7 separate regions of the Mus musculus genome follow, and regions 1, 2, 3, 4, 6 and 7 are each linked to region 5. The links are chromatin contacts, called in public HiCAR-type, HiChIP or PLAC-seq and promoter capture Hi-C maps. All regions are on one chromosome and are shown on one strand. The core of a region is the stretch at or near the end of the contact, and the rest is flanking DNA. Distances in the headings are between cores, read along the strand shown. Region 1 holds the start of A830021M18Rik (a long non-coding RNA gene). Region 2 holds the start of Pabpc1 (poly(A) binding protein, cytoplasmic 1). Region 3 holds the start of Sema5a (sema domain, seven thrombospondin repeats (type 1 and type 1-like), transmembrane domain (TM) and short cytoplasmic domain, (semaphorin) 5A). Region 4 has its middle 23 kb from the start of Snx31. Region 5 holds the start of Rpl30 (ribosomal protein L30). Region 6 holds the start of Ankrd46 (ankyrin repeat domain 46). Region 7 holds the start of Ywhaz (tyrosine 3-monooxygenase/tryptophan 5-monooxygenase activation protein, zeta polypeptide).

Region 1 (2,932 bases), core at 322-2,821, 2.3 Mb after region 5:
AAGTCTTAGAGCCGCTCCTCTGGTCTGATGTCACCTTGTATGTGGTGGATTGTAGGAAGCTGGAGGGGAGCCAGCAGAGGGGGAGGGCAGTGTTTGTCACTGGACACAAACGTGTTTTGGAGTTGTTACAACGAGTGTGCCACTGTAGTGTGTTCTAGCTCTGCATCAGCCCCCACTTCTGTCTCTATTCTACAGGCTTTGAGCAAAATGGTGTATGCCACCCTCAAAATATGAGGAATAGCTGAAGAAACCTGTATTCTGCATCTTCATCTGCCAACCTCTGGAGACCACTGACCTATAAACTCCATAAACTCCGGCTTTCCCAGACTGTCCCATGCTGGACTCATGAGCACCTTGACACAAGTCTTTGGGCTTCACTCTGTGGGGAGCCGCACTCACATTTGCCATTATAAGATGGCGCTGACAGCTGTGTTCTAAGTAGTAAATAATCTGCACATGTGCAGGGGCAGTTTTCCCGCCATGTGCTCTGCCTTTTTTGTGATGACAACTGGGCCAATGGGCTGCAGCCAATCAGGGAGCGACACGTCCTAGGCGGAGGATAATTCTCCTTAAAAGGGACGGGGTTCTGGCACTCTTTCTCTTCGCCTCTTCGTCTCTTCGTTTCTTCTTCTCTTCATCTCTTCGCCTCTTCGTCTTTTCCTCTGCTCTCTTCCTCTGCTCTCTGCCTCTCTCCCTCTCTGCCCCTCTCTCTGCCTCTCTCTCTGCGTCTCTCTGTGTCTCTCTCTCTCTCTCTTCCTCTCTGCCTCTCTCTGCCGCGCTCTTCCTCTCTTGCTCCTGAGTAAGCAATAAAGCTTTGCCGCAGAAGATTCTGGTTTGTTGCGTCTTTCCTGGCCGGTTGCGAACGCGTGTAAGATCACTCCTCTAGCAACATTCAGCTAATGGAACATCCCCATGTTTTGTGTAGCTCCTCTGAGCTCAGCACAAAATGGAGAATTCCCTTTTTCTAGCAGGGCTTCCACTTCTCTGACTACCCCCCCATCCTCTACCTGAGGAAGGTAATGGGGTCCTTGGCAAACCTACAAATTCCTCTCCCTACACCCCATAAGAACCTGCCCAGCAAATACCTGGGATTCCTGGAGAGCTTTTCCACACAAAAGAGGCGTTCCCAGTTCACTGAGCTCCAGCCAGTCATCAACATTCACCCTGAAAACTCCTCTCCACTCTCCAAAGTTCATATACAGCCCTTGTCCACCCAAATAAAGTAAGTGAGCACCAGCTATTTCACTGAAGACCATCTAAGAGCCACTTCATTGGGAGTCATCTAAAAGAGCTGTAAGACTAAAATCGCCAGAGAAGGCCTTCCTTGGTGAAGCCCTCCACCCCATGCCCACATGTGAGTTCAGCTGGACTGAGAGCCAGTCCCAACCTGTTCCAGACTCCACTTCATCCTTCAAGCCTGGTGCCTGGACACCCTGAGGGAGGAAACAGAGGACAGAGAAGCACTTCTGGCACCCAACGCGGCCCACAGCTGGAGGAAGCTAACATACACCTGGGAGGATGCTGGTACTTGATGGGCTGGGCTATGTCACAAGAGGGTGTGGTACAGACCTTTGATGGGCTGGGCTATGTCACAAGGGAGTGTGGTACAAATGCTTGCCATATAATGCTTTGCTATTGCTCTCCTGGTTGGGTCACCAATCTTTAGACACTTAAATTGTCTAAATGTAAAGAGAATTAATGTCACTACAGGCTGCTAAAGAGCAGAAGTTACTGTTGGCATGACCTGGCAATAGCCAGGTATGCCTGGCTCACTCTAAAAGGGTCTGCATGTCTCTTCCTCGCTGTCTGATCCTCTTTCTTACTACCTGCCCCTTCTCCCGCTCCCCCCTTCCTCTCCCCATGTGTTCCTGGCCTGCTTCTCCCTCTCCTCTCCCCACCTCCCGCCTTTCTCTGCCTCCCACCTTCCCCATGCCCTAAATAAACTCCATACCATGCCTCAGGGGGAGGGGATGCCTCAGCGGGGGCCTGTGGAGGCAGCCCTTCCACCTCACCCACCATACAGCGCCTCTACCAACACGGGTGCTGTGCCTGGGATTTAGAAACTCACAGGTTGCATGAGCTCATATTTCCGTGCTGCCACATGGACTTTGCAGCCATGGGATGGATCTCTTGCTAGACCTCTCCACCCAAGCACTGGAGAATTGGTAAAGCTCCCTACTCTCACTGGTCAGCATAAACGCCCTCTGGTCCCAAGGGAGGGCTGTTGAGCTTGCAGCCACCCCGTGGTGTCCTGGTCTTCTTACTGATGCTTCGTTCTCGGACCTCTACCCCTGGGTGAGTGCTCTCTCTGTCTCTGTCTCTCTTTCTCTGACGGTTTTTCTCTTGGCTTCTCTTGCACACTGCTGAAAAAATCCTACGCTTAGGCAAACCATCCTCCCTCAGGCTCTGAGCCCCACACACAGCTCGTGCACTGGTCCCGCAGCTCAGCTGCTAGTTCACTGCGTGGCTGGTGATCTGTTTTGGCTGCCTCTGTTTCTAGCTATCACATTTGTACTAGAGACACCGGGGAACGGGGAAGTCACTTGCTCCTATTCTCACCCAGAAGGGAATATCTTTGCTAGCACGTCTCCTGGTTAAAATTTGGCCCCTATACCCATCAAAGAATAACTCTAAATGGCCGTTTACTGGAACTTTAATAGCAAACTTTTACAACTCTCTAGCTAGCGATCTGTAGACCATTCCCTACCCCACGTTTTCTTGCTGCTTGCTCTCCACTCCCGGTTCCCTGCTCCCCTGATTCTGCCGCCACCACGTACTTTCCATCCGCCCCTCACTCTCTGTTCAGGGCGGTGCTGCCTGACAATCCTGAGCTCTCCACATTCCCCCTTGCTGTCTCCCTCCCTGTTTGACCTGACTCCACAGCAGCCAGTTGACTAGAGCTCTGGCAGCAAGGACACAGCTGCAGCTACGG
Region 2 (2,700 bases), core at 132-2,631, 2.2 Mb after region 5:
CATAACCACAGGTGCTATTTTAGAAAAAATATACATATGTATACATTAAATAACGACTTCTATTAAACTTAAGATCTAATTTGTTTGAAAATGAGCCAAGGAGTCTGGTGCCCTAGAGTCTTCCACATCCCCTCCTCCACGGCATGGTTAAAGAATACTTCATCTAGGGAAAACCCCAAGCAATTATATATGGTATAAGGTGCCTTTCCTGGTCCACAGGTCAGAGATGTGCTATTAGGAACGAGCTTACGACCCTAAGGACCACCACCACCAGGCATCACCCTATTTAACTTTCTTCTAAAGCCTAGGGCTCCTCCCAGCGATTGAGCCACCGGCAGGAACAGGCCTCGGGCCTGTGAGGTTACAGGGTTCAACACGTGGTATTTCCCAACACTGAATCGTACTTCCTCCCCGGCCTGACTGCCGGGCCAGGGCAGGGGATGGAGGGGTACCTCCACCCGCCGCTCCAGGAGGGTACTCGAAACCCCCGAATCCCACAGCTTGTGGCGGGAGCGCGGTGAAGGCTATCTCAACCACCCTCCGGGCGCGTCATCGCCCTAAAGTTTGAGAGCGACCGATGGCGAGAAAATGGTCGCAGAGGAGGAAGTGCCGGCCCGCGAGGGGCTGCGGCGCCGTGCCCTCCCGCCCCCTCGCCCGCCCCGCTAGGCCCGCCGCCCCGGCCGCATGGCCGCCCGCCCGCCACCCTCCGGCCTGCCGCTCACCGTCCGCCGGCTGCTGGAAGTTCACGTACGCGTAGCCCAAGGAGCGGCGGGTGATCATGTCCCTGCAGACCCGGATGGAGAGGATGGGCCCGGCCGGGCTGAACTTCTCGTAGAGCATCGCCTCGGTCACGTCGGGGTGCAGGTCCCCCACGTACAGAGAGGCCATGGGGTAGCTGGGGGCGCTGGGGTTCATCTCGGCACGGCTGCCCGCGGGGCCGCAGGCCGCGACCTTTCCCGTGAGAGGAGGAGAGCGAGTGCGGGGCCGGGGGACGGAGCCGGGGGGAGGGGAGCGGGGGCGAGCGCAGAGGGACAAAATTCAACCGGAATCGACGCGTACTCAACGGCCGTGGAACCGGGGGAGCGAGGCTGGCGGTGCTGGGTCCGGGCGGCAGGAAGGCCTCGGTCTCTGGGTTCCTGCTTGGAGCTGCGGGGCCGCGGGCGGGCGGGTCGGTCTCGGCTGCTTCACCGGGTTATTTTATAAAAGAGGAAGAAAAAAAATAAAAGTCTCCGGCGGGGGAGACGCGGATTTTTTTGTAAATTTTTTTTGGGTTTTTTCAAAGGATTTTTTAGATTTTTTTTGGATTTTTTAATAATAAATGTGTGTTCCGAGCCCGGAGCACACACTCCGCACTCTCAGCACTAACCGCCGGGGAGAAGGGGAAGCACCGCCTCCTGCACCCTCTACTTATACCCCCCGCCGCACTCGCCCCGCCCACGCGCGTCTGACGCCAGGGCCCTACGCGAGCGACGGCGCCGGAGGAGGCGGAGGAAAGCGCAGAGGAAGGGAGAGGTGGCGGCGGCTGCCGCTGCTGCGGGCGTGGGGGTTGGGCCCGAGGCGGGGCGGGGCTTCTGCGCAGGCGCCACAGCCAGGGGCCGACTTCCCGCTGCGCAAAGCCAGGAAAGGGCGGGACGGCCAGTGGGCGGCCTCGGCGCGGCCGCTGGTCACGCCCCTTGCGCACACGCCCCGCCCCCGCCCGAAAGAGCGTTAACCCGTCAGCGCAGCGGGTGGGCAGCGCGCGGGGCTTCCGGGTTTCTGGGCGCCAACCGCCCCCCACGTGCGCGTCTAGTGGCGGCCTCTTCCCTCCGCCCCGGCTGAGGTTCTGCTTCGCTAGCCCCCCACCCCCGAGCGGCGCTGGAAACGGGTGGGCGGGCGTGAGCCTTGCCGGCCGGGTTTCCTAGGTGTGCGCGGAAGGAGGCAGGGTAACTGCCTCGTTCTCCTACCCGGACCGCACTACGAGTCCCAGCGGGCAGCGCCGCCACGCGCGTGGGCCGCGGAAGCGGTGCCTGCCGGGAGCTGGAGTTCTCAACGGCCGCGGGCTGGCTGACCTCAACCGGACCCCAACCGTCCCGGGCGTGACCCAGCACGGGTCCGCGGCCCCGACGAGGGGGAGGGGAGGGGATGGGATAAAGGCAGTTGGGAGTCTGGCGCTTAAGATGTTCTGTTGGAATCACTTAGCCACTTCCTACATTTTTTACAGTGGTAAAAAGGACTCGAAAAAAAAATTTTTTTTCCTTTAAAGTATGCGTTTCTCATAATTACTCGGTATCTGTCACTCTTACCCAAACAAACCTGGATAGCCTGCTTAACTAGGCGTGGTTGGCCACGCTTTTAACCCACTTCACCAGGCGTGGTGCCCACGCCTTTAACCCAGCTTTGGAAAGGCAGGAGGGGTTTGCAGATCTCTGAGGTCAGGGCCACCCTAATCTAGCTCTTGGATGCCAGGGTTTGGGGATTAATATAAATGATTGATAGGCACAAATATATCAACTCGTAGAAATGACATTACATCAACCCAAAAACTCCACTTTAGTAGGTTTTACAGTTTTTGAAGTCCTCTATAAACATCCTTTGACAATGATGTGTGGGAAGTGAAGCAAATAGTACTATTTTTACCGTTAATGGTGTCAGAAGTTAAATGACTGCTCAGCTCTTCAATGATCGTTAGCCTAGCCTATTGCCTAGTGTAAATTAGTTATA
Region 3 (2,700 bases), core at 167-2,666, 2.2 Mb before region 5:
GCCATACTTTTCAGGCTCCACAATTGTAGACACAGCACACTCTGGGGTTGACATAGCCTCCAATGGACTCTTTCAAAAATGGTTTCGCCTAATTCTTTCATTTGAAGGTGACAGACACAACAAATTGGTGGCAACTTGTGCTTCTATTCACCTCCTCTTGAATCTCTGTGGTCCTGGATGAGCGGTGACACATTCCAGCTATTACCCGGTCCCTGTTTAGCATCATGGAACCCTCACAGAGGCCCCGAACTGTCACCGGCGCCCCTATCCCCTACCAGGGCACATTTGCAACCTGCCAATACCAGGATGTGATTGTGGCAAATGGGAACATCCTTAGGTCTTGCAGCTAAGAAACTCATTGATGAGGTTCCTTATGCAAAAGCACCCGAGGCCACCAACAAGGCCCGATATGGGAGGAAAACCTGAAGACATCGTTCCTTTACCCTATCCTGAGGGAAAAGGATCGCCAAGCATGGCTGTAGGGGCAGGGATCCACGGTTTCTGACTTTATCCTGTAATTTCCCCTCTTCACAACCTTGTATGTTGTTTAGAACTTGGTGAGTTGATCACTTCCTTAGAAGGAGAACTGAACAACGCGTCAATAAAGCTGCCTTCCCAAGGCATTTACTTTGCGTTCCAAGATAAACTTTTTGCCCCCATGCTCACTCAGTAAACTCCCAAGATACTTGCGGAGTACCAATTAGCCCAGCTGTTTCTGTCCATGAGGTAACCCTCTCCTAATTCCCATTAGGGCTACTTGGGAACCTCTTGCTCTATTTCCTTGGATGGCAGATTTATTCATTTCTCTGATCTATCCTTTTCAAGAACTGAGAGCCTTGCTGGGCCCAGCTCGCCTGTAAGAATCCGCGGCGGGCCCCTCACCACCCCCAAAGCACACCCCAGTCTTCTTATGATGACACAGAAGAACTGAATCTTAAACTTCCACTTTCTTCCCACCCGCGATCCGCCGGGGGCACGCACTTACCTGGAGCTTAGGCAGGCCTAGCAGACGCCACGTCTCTGGTTTGGGTTGAACTGCCTCCAGCCCTTTATACAGCCCATCCTGCAAAGTAGCCACGTAGGAGCCACCGGGCAAGGGGCGGGTAGCCAAAGAAGGTCTCTTCCAGGCGAGGAAGGGAGTTCGAAAAAAGTCACCAGTTGGGTGAGCTTGCACTCTGGTGGCACAAATAGAACTCCTGGGGTGTGTAGAGAGCCCCCTGGGGAGTGTTTGGGGGTCCCATCTCGGGAAGAGGCGGGGCTAGAGGAGGGGCCTGGGAAGGTCAGGGGTGGGTGGGGCGCTCAGTTTGCACGCGGGAGGGGCGGAGTAGGGGAGGTGCGGCGGAGGGGGCGGGGCGGGGGCGGGGCGAGGCGAGGCGGTCCTGTGCTCCCCGCCCCGAGCTCTGGGCCCGCTCACCCAGCGCTGGTCTACTCGCTAGGAAGGCGGCGTCAGCAGCGGCTGCTCACGCTGTGCCCACTCCCGCGCGCGCTGCGCTCCCGCCGCGGGTGGGCTCCTCAGCCCTTGGCTGACGGTGGCCCCAGCCTTGTGGCGACCTCTGTATCCCACCTTCCCACTGCGGGGGCGTCCCGGCACGTGCAATCCTTTTTGGGGGTGTTCTTGGTTCCCACGCGCAGCTACTAAGCAGAGGGTACCCAACTTTGCCACCTCACCGGTCGCCCTCTCTCGGCGCGAGCCTGTCCACTCAGCTGCACAACTGGAGACTCCGGCAGACTAGCTGGTCCCCAGCCTGGCGCGCTGCGAGAGGAGGATAGCTCTGGAGAAGTGGCGGGGTGCAGTGGTGGCGGCTGCCTCGACTTCCCTCGTAGTACACTGAAGAGGACCCTTGGAGCAGCTCCGGGCCCCGGGGCGCTGGATGACTAGCAGGAGGAACGCGCCCGGCATCTGGTGAGCTCTCTCCCCGCAGAGTCCCTGAGTGTCATAGCTGAGACCCTGCACGTGTGAACTGGACTCGGCACTGGTCCATTTGCGGGTGGTGTAAGTCTCTGGTAGGGTCACTCTGCAGACACCTGGGTGGGGACAACCTGGCAGAGGCGCGTGCAGGACTACCATCAAAGCGGGGGCGGTCGCAGTGGAGATAGTGCACGGGCTGGAAGTTTGTGTCTTAGCCTTTCCCTGGATACGAGCGTGGATTGAGAAGGTCCGGGTGTGCGACCGGTCAGTGGGCAAGCCTGCACCTCGGCCAGCACCTTTCAGGTACCCGTGGAGATCTGTGTGCGTAATCCGCGCTAGGCCAGGCTTGCTTGGTGGGATCTGGAACCGGGATTGGTGGTCGGAATCGCCTACCTCCCTGCACGGTGGACTAGGGGACATTTATTTTCCTGCTCTCTGCACAGGGGCTCTGCGGTGTTCGTGAAAATCTGGGGTTAGTGGGACCAGGGCACAACTCCGCCAGGGTGTTTTGCTGAGGAAGACTAAGGCAGGGATGGCGAAGCCTGGGGCTTCAGCAGGATGAGCTCCAATCGCAGAGCCCCCGTCTGCGGGCAGCCCAGCCGCACGCATTTCATACCCGGGTTCACGGTCTGGGGCCAGGAGAAGATCGGTGCTCAGGATATTCCGAGGAACTGTTGGAGGGGAGTGATCTCCGGCGATCGCCCTTGGAATTGGGCCCAGAGCGGGTAGGTCCCGGTCCCGGTACCCCTCACCTCCCGCCCCGGGCTTTGGCGGGAAGCGCTTTCACGTCC
Region 4 (2,700 bases), core at 120-2,619, 2.1 Mb after region 5:
AAGATGAGGGGTGGCAACCTTTGGTTTATACACACGCACACGCACACACATGTATATACATATACTTGCACACCCATCGACACATATCCACACTAACAATTACATATACTACACATACACATACAGGTGCACACACATAGGCACACACAGGCACACCACATACACACACAATAAATAAATCAATCTTGTCCCTACAAGAACACATATATAAAAGGGTTGGTGAGCTCACTCAGTGAGTAGCAAGACTTGTTATACAAATCTGGTGATGAGAGTTCAATCCCTGGAACCCCCAGAAAGGTGGAAGGAAAAAACAGCTCTGCAGAGCTATTCCCTGACCACCATACCCCACATATAAGAATAAATAAAAAGAATAAATGACTATTCTCAAGAGAATAGTCCTAACAACATCCTTCATAATAAATTAGAACACAGAAAAAAATCATTAAATAAGGACCCAATAAACAAAATGTGGATTTTGTTTATGGATTTCACACAGTGAAATAGAATTCTATTGCTTAAGACACTGGCATGAGCACCGCTGCATGAGCCTCAGGGATAAAGCTTGCAAACAGGGAGACAAGCCAGAAGCAAAGGCACTAAACTCATCACTTGATTTATATCAATCTCCAGAGTAGGTGACTCTGTAGACTCAGAAGTAAAAACTGTGTTGCCTGGGAGTGGGGTTTTGGGAAGTGAGATCACAGACAGAGGGTTTTTTGAGTTTTTTGAGGGATGGTTAGGGTGGTGGTTGCATAACCATGCGTGTGTTCAGCAAGCTCGTTGAACTGTACAAATTTTTTTAAAGATTTATTTGTTTGTTTATTGTGTGCGTGAGTACATTGCCACTCTTCAAACACACCAGAAGAGGGCATCAGATCTCACTACAGATGGTTGTGAGGCACCGTGTGGTGGCTGCAAATTGAACTCAGGACCTCTGAAAGAGCAGTCAGTGCTCTTAACCGCTGAGCCATCTCTCCAGCCCCTGAACAGTACACTTTAAATGGGTGAGTTACAACATATGTAAATAACAGCCCAATAAAACTGTCACCAGAGGAATTAAAAAATAAGCCATCAGACCCCTCGCTGCTCCATCCTGTCCTGTTCGACGCCAGATCTTCTGACCGGGTCCTCCAAGGGGCAGGCCCTGAGGAGTGGATGGATGTCAGCACTTCCTGGGAGTTCGCGATGCCGCTGAATTGTGTAGTCCTCAGACTGGATGGCTGATCCTCACTTTCAGATCCGGAGAGAGCAAGGGCCAGAAAGCCAGCCAGGGCTCCCTCGGCAGCAAGCAGCCGCACCAACACTGGTCTCTGCATAGCAGTTGCTTGTGAACTTCCGCCTCTTGACAGAATCTTACAGATTAAGATTGGCACATGGCGCCCCCCTGTGGACTACTGCAGAAGGCTCCGCGTTCACACTGCTGCCAGGCTTTGCAGCACTCATGCTCCTGAGGGAAAGAAGTTCCCGTTCTCCCTCCCACGGTGGGACTGGCTAACAGACAGACAAGCCTCCACTCTGACTCCCTCTTGCCCAGGCAGTTGTCCTTTGTGTGCAATGTCTTTGCTAATTGCCCAAATACTTCCAAGAGAAAGATACAATCAGGGGGAGCCATCAAGAACTTAGGCAGTCCACGATCAAGTGGGCACAAAAAGTACTTATCACAAGTACAGCAGTGCCCTGTTCTCCAAGTTCAGTCTTTGCTGATCAATTAAACTGATGTTTTTCTTTCAATTTTGAGGATTGAGCCCAGGGTCTAGGCAAATGCTGTACCACTGAGCATATCTGTAGACTGTGTGTGTGCTTGTATGTGTATCCATGTATATGTGGGGTGTGTGTGTGTGTGTGTGTGTGTGTGTGTGTGTGTGTAGGACCAGTACTTTATTCTACAAAGAAGAGGGTCTTTCACTGGGTCTGGAGCTGACTGAATGGCTAGAATAGCTGACCAGGAAGCCCCCAGTGATCCTTCCACTTCAGCTCTCCCAGGGAGGGGATTACACACACCCAGACTCTCACGCTAGTGCTGGGATCCAAACTCAGTCCTCATGTATGTACAGTGAACACTTTACATCTGAGATCGATATATATATCTGTCTGTCTACCTATATAAAGTGTGTGTGTGTCTGTGTATTCTATCTAGCTATCACCTACCTATCTATCATCTATAGCTCTCTCTTTAAATTTTACTTATTTTGACATGGGGCTCAATAGGCTGTCCCAGCAGACCTTTGACTTGTGACCCTTGTGCCTGTCTCCTGAGTAGCTAGGATGGCAGCCCTGTGCCACCAGGCCCATTCTGATTGGACTAGTTCTTGATAAAGGCTTGCTGTAGTGGCTCCACTTGCAAGTGGTGAGGTTGCCCTTTAACATGGGTCTTCTAGAAATCACAGCATACATTCTAACACCAATTCCTGATGTTGGTTATTCAAGTACAGCTTCCAAGGAGAAGAGAGAGTGTGATTTTAGGCAAAAGATCTCCCAGGTAGCCCTCATAGTACTGTCCAGGGCATATAACAACATTTAGTTCAATCTGTTGATTACCTGTCTACTGGACAGCTTATGTATCTTATCTGCACAAATCTTCCCGATAACCCACAGGAGTTGTTATCATTGCTTTACAGTGGAAAACACTAAGAAGGGCTGAGTGGGGTGAGCAGTAGAGTAGGGTTCACGCTCAAATCTTTGCACCTGTTTGTTCTCTCG
Region 5 (2,926 bases), core at 268-2,767:
GTGTCAGCAACAAGTATATACTCCATTTTAATCAAACGAAGGCAAAGAATAATAGGAAGGTGGAGTGGAGGGTCAGAAACCTAAAAAAGTAAGCCCTCTTAAACCACCTACTATACAGTGAATACTACATAAGGGCTGCTGATAATATTACCCAAAAAATAAATACTTCAGTGCCAAGTTAAAGGATACAAATTGTTAAGATTTGAAAGTTCCACAGAACCTTGAGCTTAGAATGTGGCCCCACATACCAACAGTGCTCCAAAGTGCTTATGAGAAATGAACTTGAAGCTCCAGCCTGGACCCACTGAGTCTGAGCTTGTAATTTAGTAATGAATGTCTACGCTGCCACTATGAATCGACTGGCAAAGGTTTAAAATAAGACCAAACATTCCAAACTCTGCCACTAAGTATAGACACCTACATAAAAGGCTGAAGAGGTGTACAATTGCCATAGAAAAATCAAGGAGCGTATACTACACAAGCTTCTTCAGCTTACTTAAAATACTTGTTAGGTTCGAGTTAAAATAGTTAATCAAGAATGAACGTGTTCAGAAAATTGGACCCTGCCAAATAGGTGATTTCATGATACCATCACCTCCATAATCCAGCCAGAATTTTTCTAAACTAAAACAGGCACATGAAGCGGAGTGTTAACACTTCAAACCTTGAAAAATTCGGGATCGGGCTTCCCCCAGTCTGCGTGTATCATTTGTATACCTCCTGTCACACAACGTGCCTCAAAGGTACATTTACAAAAAACACACACAAAGCAAGGTCCAAACATCAGAAAGCAACCATCATTATTCTTCTTCCCAATGCTGGATACTGCACAGTGAATTTACAATAGGCTGCACACATCCAGGTTCCCTCCATTACCTCAAAGCTGGACAGTTGTTGGCAAGGATAACCAACTTCGCTTTGCCTTGTCTGATCATCTTCAGAGTCTGCTTGTAGCCCAGCACGTACTTCCCACTTTTCATAACAAGTTGGAGCCTAGAGTTGATCGACTCCAGAGACTTTTTCTACAATGCAAACGTTTGAGACTTGAACACCACTTGCAGTCATCTAAAACCAAACTCAGTTCCAGATTTCTGGAACTGAACCCTTTCATGATGTCTGAGACCATACAAAGAGCCTCTCGGATTCACTTTGAGACCCTGAAACGTCAGCGACAAGTCGTCCACCCAGTGTGCTCAAATCTATCCGCCCCGGCCCGACCCAGCTCTCCACGTGAACCGGCTTCCGGGCCCGATCGGCTTCACTCACCGTCTTCTTTGCGGCCACCATCTTCCTGCCTTAGGTGCGGGACAACCCCCAACCTAGCATACACAGAGGACAGAAGAGAGGATTATAATCCAGAGCGTCAAACACCAGCTAGCGGAGCTCCCCGAGCCGCCTAATCGTTTACCCCGCAGAGCTCACTCACCAACACCAGCCGCCAAGATGGCCGGGGAGCGAGAAAGGAAGGAGCTCCCACAATGCAAAGCTCTTCTAGGCCGACAGAGGATTGTGGGACCGGAAGCGGAAGAGAAGCCGGTCCGGGTCACAAGCAGAACAGCGCTTGCGAGAGTAGTCTGCGGTAGTTGGTTGCTATGGGGACCGGGTTACAACGCAGGCTGGGCTGCTGCGGCGTCTGGGCTCCGGCCTTCGGTTCTGGGCGTTTGTTCTGCTGCAGCGGGCTGACACCGCGGAGAGCCGGAGCTCGATGGGAGCTGACGACGAGGCCCAGGGCTCCGTGGCGAGGCGGCAGCGACCTGGCCTCTCCTGGGCTGGTCTCCGCCTGACGTTGTCTTGGGCGTGCTCCGGAAGGACCCCGGGCCGCCGGTTTACCCCGTGACTGCTCACCAGGAGCGGAGGCATCTCTGTCCACCCGCCGCTGATCTTCCTGTTTGCCGCTCCGTAGGACACACACCCCTTTTGCGGCGGTTTTATACCGTGTACTTGGGAGCCTACTTTGCACAGGGACCACAATTGAAAAAAAAAAAAAAAAAACCTGGTGAAGTGGCTGACGGGTAAATGCGCTTGTCGCTAAGTAGACGAATGAGTTCCAAACCCACGTGGTGGGAGGGGAGCGCCAAGTCCAGCAGGTTTTTCTTTGGCCTGCGCTTGAATGCTCACATACGTATACAGAAGTAAAGAAATAGTCGCAATACGAATAATTTAAAAAATCATTTTGCTACGAAACTTGGGCCGTTGTATAAATGTAGCATTCAAGGAAAAAAAAAAAAAACCTTGAAAGCCTCTACTATTTACGCACTAGCACCAACGAAAACCCAGGGCTGTTGAGATTGTTCAGTCAGTAAAGTGTGCTTGCCTTGCAAGCGTGGGGACCTGCATTTTATGCCTAAACCTCTCTGTCAATCCCCAGCCCCCAAAAGTCTGGCATGGTTGTGCACACTTGTAACTCCATTTGTGGAACAGATTCCCCAAGGCTGGCTAGCCAGCCAACCTAGTCTAACCTGTCAGCTCCAGGTCTCAAAGATCTTGTGAAAAATAAGGTGGACAACTACCGAGTAAGTACCCAGAAGTTGACCTGTGACCTCTGCCCAACTGCACAAGCACCTGTGCCACCAAATTTATATAAGCATGAAAAAGGAAACCCAGGGTAGTAGGTAAGCTGTATGGTGAGTTACTTTGCCCTGGAGGTTAGGAAAGGGAAGAACAACCCTGCCTCCCCTTAATTAAAATAACTTTAAAAACATCCATGAGTCATGCGGGTCGAGATGATCTATACCTATAATCCCACCCGGAGCTGGCAATCTCTGTGAGTTGATCTTTTGGAAAAAGAAAAAAAACGGAAACTAAAACATATTACTTAGCCAACACACACACTCTATGAGATAGTAACTGTGTTATTCTCACATTTTTACAGCTAGTGTATTACAGAAGTATGAATAGAACCAGGCCTGCAAATTAGGGTTTTTTG
Region 6 (2,914 bases), core at 381-2,880, 2.1 Mb after region 5:
AAGCCCCGGGAAGGGAGTGTCAGAGGAAGTGTCTAGGTTAGGTTGGCCTATGGACACGCCTACGGGGGATTTGTGACCTGCAAAGCTGCAATCCGACTAGCTGCCTCAAGTCCCTGTCACCATCACTTCTCCATGGTGACAGACTGGAGTCCTCTGTCTTTGTCTCCGCAATAGTAAAGGAACTTAGTTAGACTCTAACGCCCCAGTCTCTGGGACTGGGAAATCACATCCCCAGTCTCACAGTGCAAACCCTTGATCCTGCAGTCACTAGCTCAGTTTGCTTACAGGTTGTGCTGTGTATCCTTCGTTCCTCACCACGTAGCAGTTCTCTCCCACGTCTCTCTGGTATCCTGTGAGACACTAGCTTCTTGTAGGAGTCGGGGAATCTTTCTGCTTGGCAGAATGCTATGTGTGCAAGGTACACTCACTAGAACTGCTGTGAAAATACAACTAACCAACACACAGCTAATGTGGATAGACAATCACAGACGCACTCCTCCATCAAATCAACCTATGCTGAAACAGTAAGAATCCAGGACATTTAACTTTATTATCACTACAAGGCTTAAAGAACAAATGCATTTCTCATTAAACTCCCTTGAAACTAAAAGGACAGTGGCACAGGCTCTTGCATACTCCATAAGCATAAGTCTAAGAGAAACCAGTTCAGGCTACGAATTCTATCAATAAACAAAAATCTTAAGGAACACTACTACCTTTGCAAGGTAAAGGGATGCTGGCGTGAAGTCTTGGGCGTCTCCGGTCCCACTTAGTCTGCCAACTGTCTGGGCTTGGACAGGTTGACTTAAGACTCTGTGCCTCAGCTTCTTTATCTGCAAATCAGAGATGGTACTTGTCAGGGTTGTTGCAAAGATTTTAAAAAGGACCATTAGGCACAATATCTGACATGAAGATAGCCAGCTGTTACTGTAACATGAAAAATCACCACACCACTGATGGCACCTTGGGAAGCGCCTAAGTACTAATGCCACGTTCTGAAGAGTGGGCAGTGTTATTTACTCTTCAATAACACACACTTATTACATTCCGCAGCCAATTCTAGAGTCTGTGGAACGCTGTTAAAATAAATGTCTTCTCCCTAAGACGGTTGTTGGGAAATCCGGAGAGGAAGCAACTGCGTTTTAACGACGCGTGTCAAGTGTGAAAGTTCATGATCACCTGAGGCCTAAGCGCAAAGTGTGCAAATCTTTTCTCTCCGCGGATACCCTGGGCAGTGTGACAGTCCGGACAGATCACACGCACCTCCACAGCGCCCACGCACGCCCGGGCTTCGGTCTCCTCGTGAACCGCTAAGGTGTTGACAATTCCTAGCTATGCTTTGAATCCCTGCCTGGGAAGGACGCCGCCATCGGGCTGGGGCGTGGGCTGCCTGAGACCCGCGAATACCCGCGGGCATCATCCGCGCAAGCTCCCAGGCCTGACCCGGGCCCTCCTGCCAGCATCGCCCGCGCGGAAGCCGCTCGGACCCGCGCCGGGCTCCACGGCCCTCAGAGGAGCTGTCACCGGCTCCCGCCCAGCTGCTGCCCACGGCCCCGGCCCTGGTACCTGCGCCCGCGGCAGCAGTGATGGCAGCAGCTCCTCCTCTCCAGCGGCGACAGGCGGGGCGCGGACGACCACAGAGGTGGAGCTCGCGAGGGCAGAGCGGCCTCGCACCCCGCGGCGGCGCGCCCCCTGCAGGCGGGAGGCTCTCATGGCGGTTCGGCCTCTAGCCAGCATCGCGCACATTCACCCCTTTTAAAAAACATACATCCCATTCCCTCAACTAAGTAGAAATTTAAAAGGCAGAAACAAATATATTAAGTGCCACGCGCATTAATTTATTAGTTTAGGGCTGCAGGGGAGGTGTTTAAAATCTGAATCCACAAGTTAGCAAATAATGGCTGACAAGTCTACTCTAAGCTATAATCCTGCCGAGTTATTATTCAGAGTGAATGCTTACACCCACTTATAAGGGTTCCTTGACTTATCATGACATGTGAAAATGATGATACACCCATATATGGAACATTCTTTCACAGAGCTTCTCTCTCTCTCTCTATCTCTCTCTCTCTCTCTCAACTCCAGTCATATAGCCAAGGTGACTTCTTTTAAACACTGTTCTACAAATTCTAGTATCATCCAACCCACCAGATGACCCTGTAGGGTGTTGTCTGTTCAAGAATTACATCTAAGTCGTCCTCCCGCCCCCAGCCCCCGGCAATGTCAAATAGATGTATAGGAGTATTGCCTGGCTTAAGGAAACCTCATATTCCTTTCATTTAAGGATTATAAGAAGGCTGGAGAGATAGCTCAGTTGGTAAAGGACCTGCATTGCAAGCATAAGGTCCTGAAGTCACCCCAGAACCCACATAAAAAGCCAAGCATGCTGGCATGTGGTAATCCAAGTTCTGGCTAGTAGGAGATAGCTGGGTCTCAGTGGTCCCCCTGACCAGTCTGCCAGCCTGGGCTATTCATGGGCTTTAATGAGAGTCCTCTCAAAAAAAAATCAAGATGATTGGCTCTTAAGGTATGTCACCTGAGGCTGACCTCTGGTCTCCATGTGCAAGTGCATGTTAAGTGTTTGCACACTCATGTTTGTGAATGCATGGGCCTGTGCACATATACACACACAGGCCACACACCAGGGCAGGGTGAGCTCAGCCATCCCCAGGGCTGCCAATCATCTTTAGCTATTTAACATTTACTTGTGCAGTGACTGACTATAAATATTCTGTAAATTGGGGATACATTAATCAATTTGTCAGTGGCTAAGTCCATAATATCTTCATATATGCCCATGCACTGTGCCAAATCATTGGGTAATTTAAATGATAATTCTATTCTTACAATTTATTCTTCCCCGGTTGGTGTATCAAACAACTTGAGAGTTTATTGATTGTATTCTAATTTATCT
Region 7 (2,758 bases), core at 24-2,523, 2.4 Mb after region 5:
GTGGGCGCCTCATCCGCCACCCCCACCCCGGGGACCAGAACGGGGCGATGAGCAGCCCGGCAGGCCAGAAGCAAGCGGCCGGGGGCGGCGGTGGGCGCCTGCCCGGGCCCGGCAGAGCCGAGCCGCCGCCCGGGTCCTCCTGAGAAGACCCCTCTCGGGCCGCAGCGCGGCGGCGGGCTGAAGGGACCGGAGGCCGACTCGGGCGGCTCCTCACCTGTGTCCGGAGTGGGTGGCGGCACACGGACGCGGCTCGGCGGTCTCTGGGCGGCGGCGGCAGCAGCGGTGGCGGCGAGGCTGAGACTCTGTCCCTGATCTGGCTGCTCACAGGCTACAGCCGCTCCGCAGACACGGGGTTTCCTCCAATCACTAGCCCCGGCAGCAGGGGCACCACACGCACGATGACGTCAAACGCTGCTATGGCAACCGTTGATTGGTGCCCACAGTTCTCCGGCCCGGCGCAACCGCCGCTCCCCTGCGCGCGCCCGGCCGGCCCGCCCGTGCCCGAGGGCGAGCGGAGGAGAGCGCGTACTCGCGCTCCGCTCCGCTCCCGACCCTGCCTTCACCCGCGTGCTCGGTTCGCTCCCCGCCGCCCCCGCGAGCTGCCCTCCCTCCCCGCCCCTGCGGCCCGCGGAAGGAAGCCTCTCCCCGCCCCCACCTCACTGGCGGGCACATCCGGGACCTTCGCGTTCCCCCCCACCCCCTTCCCGCTCGGCCGCCCTCTCTCTGCGCCGGTAATGGCGGTGGGCGGGTTGCGGGGCAGGGTGAAGGCAGCTCTACTGCCAGGGCATTGTGATCAGAAGCCGAGAGTAGGGCAGCGGCTCCGCCAACGCCGGGGCAGGGAGGCCCGGGCGCGGCTGCTCCCTCGGGCGGCCCGCTTTACCTTCTGGCTGCAGGAAGCGGCCTTAGACCTTTTAAGGCTGGGAAAAGCGCGAGGCTGAATGACGCCCTGCCTTTCCAGTCGCGAGCTCGGCGTCCACACCGTGACAGCCGCGGGGACAATGGGTGGTCGCTGGGAGGAGCGGGGAAAGGGTTGGGCTAGCGGGTTGGACGTGATCGTAGAAGCCTGACGTGGGGCGAGGCGGGGAAACAGGCTAGAACACACCGAACTGTTGTCGTGGGCTGCACTTTACCCTCTGTAGAGCTTTCATTGGGAGACACATTGTTCCTAATTAGCGCATTGTAAGAGAGTGACCGACCCTTTTAGGTCCTGGAAGCAAGGTTAGGGAGCGTGGCCGTTCCTAGGGCTCTAGCTGGAGGAGGAGCGAGGCTCCTCCGCCCGGAAAGGGGGGGGGGGGAGGAAAAGGGCGGAAATTGCAGGTGCCTGAACCCGCAAGGTCTCCACCCAGGAGACGGAAGTTGAAAGGAGATGCAGTCTCTATGAAGAATCTGTCCTTGCTCTCTTTAAATGTGCGCCTCTGAGCTAAAATATTTTCACTGAGCCCCTTCTGGGGCCTACACTAAGCACAACTGGAAAAAGAACCTCAGGAATTCAGCCCCAGAGCCCCCTGGAAGACTTCATGACAAGCATTCTTTCCCTACCACTGTCTTTCATCAGAATGTTGGTTACATTGTTTGAATCACAAGTTTGTTGTACAAATTATAATTTGCCTGAAATGACAGCTAGGTAGAGATTTGCCTGTGACCAGTTCAGTGTCGCTCCCCTCGCCAACCGCCCTCCCCCCTCCCAACACACACACCGGTTTCCACAGCAACAGATAACATGCTAAGCAGATGAGCAAATTAATTCAGGTTTTATCTCCAAGATACTGAAGTCAACTTACTTTGGCTGTAATGTAAATTCTTTCAGGGAGTGACTCACTTAAAATGACTATTTCAAAAGCTTTTATGTTTGCAGTTTTGTAGTAGGTGCTAGAAATTTGACAGAAGATACTAGGTTAAATCTTTTGTAAAATGGAAATGTCTGTTAATGTCTGTAATACACGTCTATATGGAATATACACCTCAGGGAAAGTTAAGAGATTTCTCTGCATAAATTGCAGACTTGTTTTGGAAAATAGTTTGGGCTTTTGCCTTGTGCATTAACTAGCAAGGTTTCTTTGTGTTTTAATAAACCAAAAGGTGCTTTTAGTTTTTACAAACTCCAATCAACATGTTTGCCTAATAAAGGCATAATAAGGCTGCAAGGGGGCCAGAATTAGATTTGCCATGGAAGGTCAACTGAGAAGAATTCTAAAGAATAATATGTAGCAAAGCCAAAACCCAGAGCCTATAGGCCTGAAGTATGGGGAAGTTACTGGTGAGTTTGATTAGCTGCCCAATTGTCTTCCTGTCTTCTTTACTTGGGTCTTACTTCATGCAGTTGATGTCTCCGCTATACTTTGATAGGCACAGTAGTAAAATATCAGCAATAAAAGTACTACCATCTGTGGCTGAGGAATGCATGTGTGTTTTCTCCATGTAGTTTACTGTAATTACATTTTGGGAACAATAAGGGTGGTAGCTGTCCCTGGTGTTCAAAACCCAGTGAAAACGAAGTGAAACAGTTAAAAGTGGTAGGTCTAAAGTTCAGAGATGAACGTGTTAGCCCAACACTAGACATTTCATTCAATTTCTGTCCCATGTTACACAGTAAGGTAAAGAGTTCAAGTAAATTAGCATCAGTCTGTCATTCCAACTGGAAACACGTGTCAAGGGTGATCTTTTCAGTCATAAACAGTCCCGGCAGGCTATCGTCTCAGCTCTGCATCATTTGACTGAGTGAAGCTTAATGTGCGGGACTCTGCAATCAGAAGAGGGG

The links. Promoter capture Hi-C pulls out the DNA fragments that hold promoters and counts their contacts. HiCAR-type assays count read pairs that join an accessible place to other places. HiChIP or PLAC-seq counts read pairs in DNA pulled down with a chosen protein or histone mark. Capture Hi-C pulls out chosen DNA fragments and counts their contacts.
Region 1: a promoter capture Hi-C map of pre-B cells shows a contact between it and region 5, with 4 times the contacts expected there. The contact joins the promoter of A830021M18Rik here to the promoter of Rpl30 in region 5. A contact is called at or near these places in 4 of 39 promoter capture datasets (the C10 cell line, the HPC-7 cell line, hippocampal neurons and 1 more), 1 of 115 datasets of contacts at active chromatin or transcription factors (astrocytes) and 1 of 9 other capture datasets (adipose tissue).
Region 2: a contact with region 5 is called in a promoter capture Hi-C map of 3T3-L1-derived adipocytes, with 4 times the contacts expected there. The contact joins the promoter of Pabpc1 here to the promoter of Rpl30 in region 5. A contact is called at or near these places in 14 of 39 promoter capture datasets (the 3T3-L1 cell line, 3T3-L1-derived adipocytes, the C10 cell line and 9 more), 3 of 115 datasets of contacts at active chromatin or transcription factors (the NIH/3T3 cell line, astrocytes and large pre-B cells) and 2 of 9 other capture datasets (adipose tissue and liver).
Region 3: a contact with region 5 is called in a HiCAR-type map of astrocytes, with 3 times the contacts expected there. The contact joins the promoter of Sema5a here to the promoter of Rpl30 in region 5. A contact is called at or near these places in 2 of 39 promoter capture datasets (liver and pre-B cells) and 1 of 115 datasets of contacts at active chromatin or transcription factors (astrocytes).
Region 4: a promoter capture Hi-C map of neutrophils shows a contact between it and region 5, with 4 times the contacts expected there. The contact joins the enhancer-like site here to the promoter of Rpl30 in region 5. A contact is called at or near these places in 6 of 39 promoter capture datasets (the 3T3-L1 cell line, hippocampal neurons, liver and 3 more) and 2 of 9 other capture datasets (adipose tissue and liver).
Region 6: a contact with region 5 is called in a promoter capture Hi-C map of adipose tissue, with 3 times the contacts expected there. The contact joins the promoter of Ankrd46 here to the promoter of Rpl30 in region 5. A contact is called at or near these places in 9 of 39 promoter capture datasets (the 3T3-L1 cell line, 3T3-L1-derived adipocytes, the HPC-7 cell line and 4 more), 1 of 115 datasets of contacts at active chromatin or transcription factors (astrocytes) and 2 of 9 other capture datasets (adipose tissue and liver).
Region 7: an H3K27ac HiChIP or PLAC-seq map of large pre-B cells shows a contact between it and region 5, with 5 times the contacts expected there. The contact joins the promoter of Ywhaz here to the promoter of Rpl30 in region 5. A contact is called at or near these places in 3 of 39 promoter capture datasets (the C10 cell line, neutrophils and pre-B cells), 1 of 115 datasets of contacts at active chromatin or transcription factors (large pre-B cells) and 2 of 9 other capture datasets (adipose tissue and liver).

Annotation. Positions count from the first base shown.
Region 1 is chr15:36,724,674-36,727,605 of GRCm38.p6, forward strand. A830021M18Rik (a long non-coding RNA gene) reads left to right here and starts at 1,572. Exons shown (of 3, transcript XR_875150.3): 1 at 1,572-2,295. All of the region lies in intron 1 of Gm41297 (a long non-coding RNA gene), which reads right to left.
Region 2 is chr15:36,607,592-36,610,291 of GRCm38.p6, forward strand. It overlaps Pabpc1 (poly(A) binding protein, cytoplasmic 1), which reads right to left and starts at 1,382. Exons shown (of 15, transcript NM_008774.3): 1 at 723-1,382. The coding sequence starts at 915.
Region 3 is chr15:32,243,397-32,246,096 of GRCm38.p6, forward strand. It overlaps Sema5a (sema domain, seven thrombospondin repeats (type 1 and type 1-like), transmembrane domain (TM) and short cytoplasmic domain, (semaphorin) 5A), which reads left to right and starts at 1,417. Exons shown (of 23, transcript NM_009154.2): 1 at 1,417-1,903. Snhg18 (small nucleolar RNA host gene 18) reads right to left here and starts at 1,266. Exons shown (of 2, transcript NR_038186.1): 1 at 986-1,266.
Region 4 is chr15:36,577,367-36,580,066 of GRCm38.p6, forward strand. No RefSeq gene overlaps it. Among named protein-coding and RNA genes, the nearest start is that of Snx31, 23 kb to the left of the region's middle. Within about 2 kb of position 1,370, at least 121 of the 459 cell types and tissues checked have an H3K27ac peak or open chromatin away from gene starts, as enhancers often do. A contact at or near this core is called in adipose tissue, hippocampal neurons, liver and 1 more, where this site is marked.
Region 5 is chr15:34,441,759-34,444,684 of GRCm38.p6, forward strand. It overlaps Rpl30 (ribosomal protein L30), which reads right to left and starts at 1,518. Exons shown (of 5, transcript NM_001163485.1): 1 at 1,427-1,518; 2 at 1,267-1,319; 3 at 877-1,022. The coding sequence starts at 1,287.
Region 6 is chr15:36,495,161-36,498,074 of GRCm38.p6, forward strand. It overlaps Ankrd46 (ankyrin repeat domain 46), which reads right to left and starts at 1,631. Exons shown (of 5, transcript NM_175134.4): 1 at 1,567-1,631; 2 at 717-833.
Region 7 is chr15:36,793,265-36,796,022 of GRCm38.p6, forward strand. Ywhaz (tyrosine 3-monooxygenase/tryptophan 5-monooxygenase activation protein, zeta polypeptide) reads right to left here and starts at 1,274. Exons shown (of 7, transcript NM_011740.3): 1 at 881-1,274; 2 at 215-411.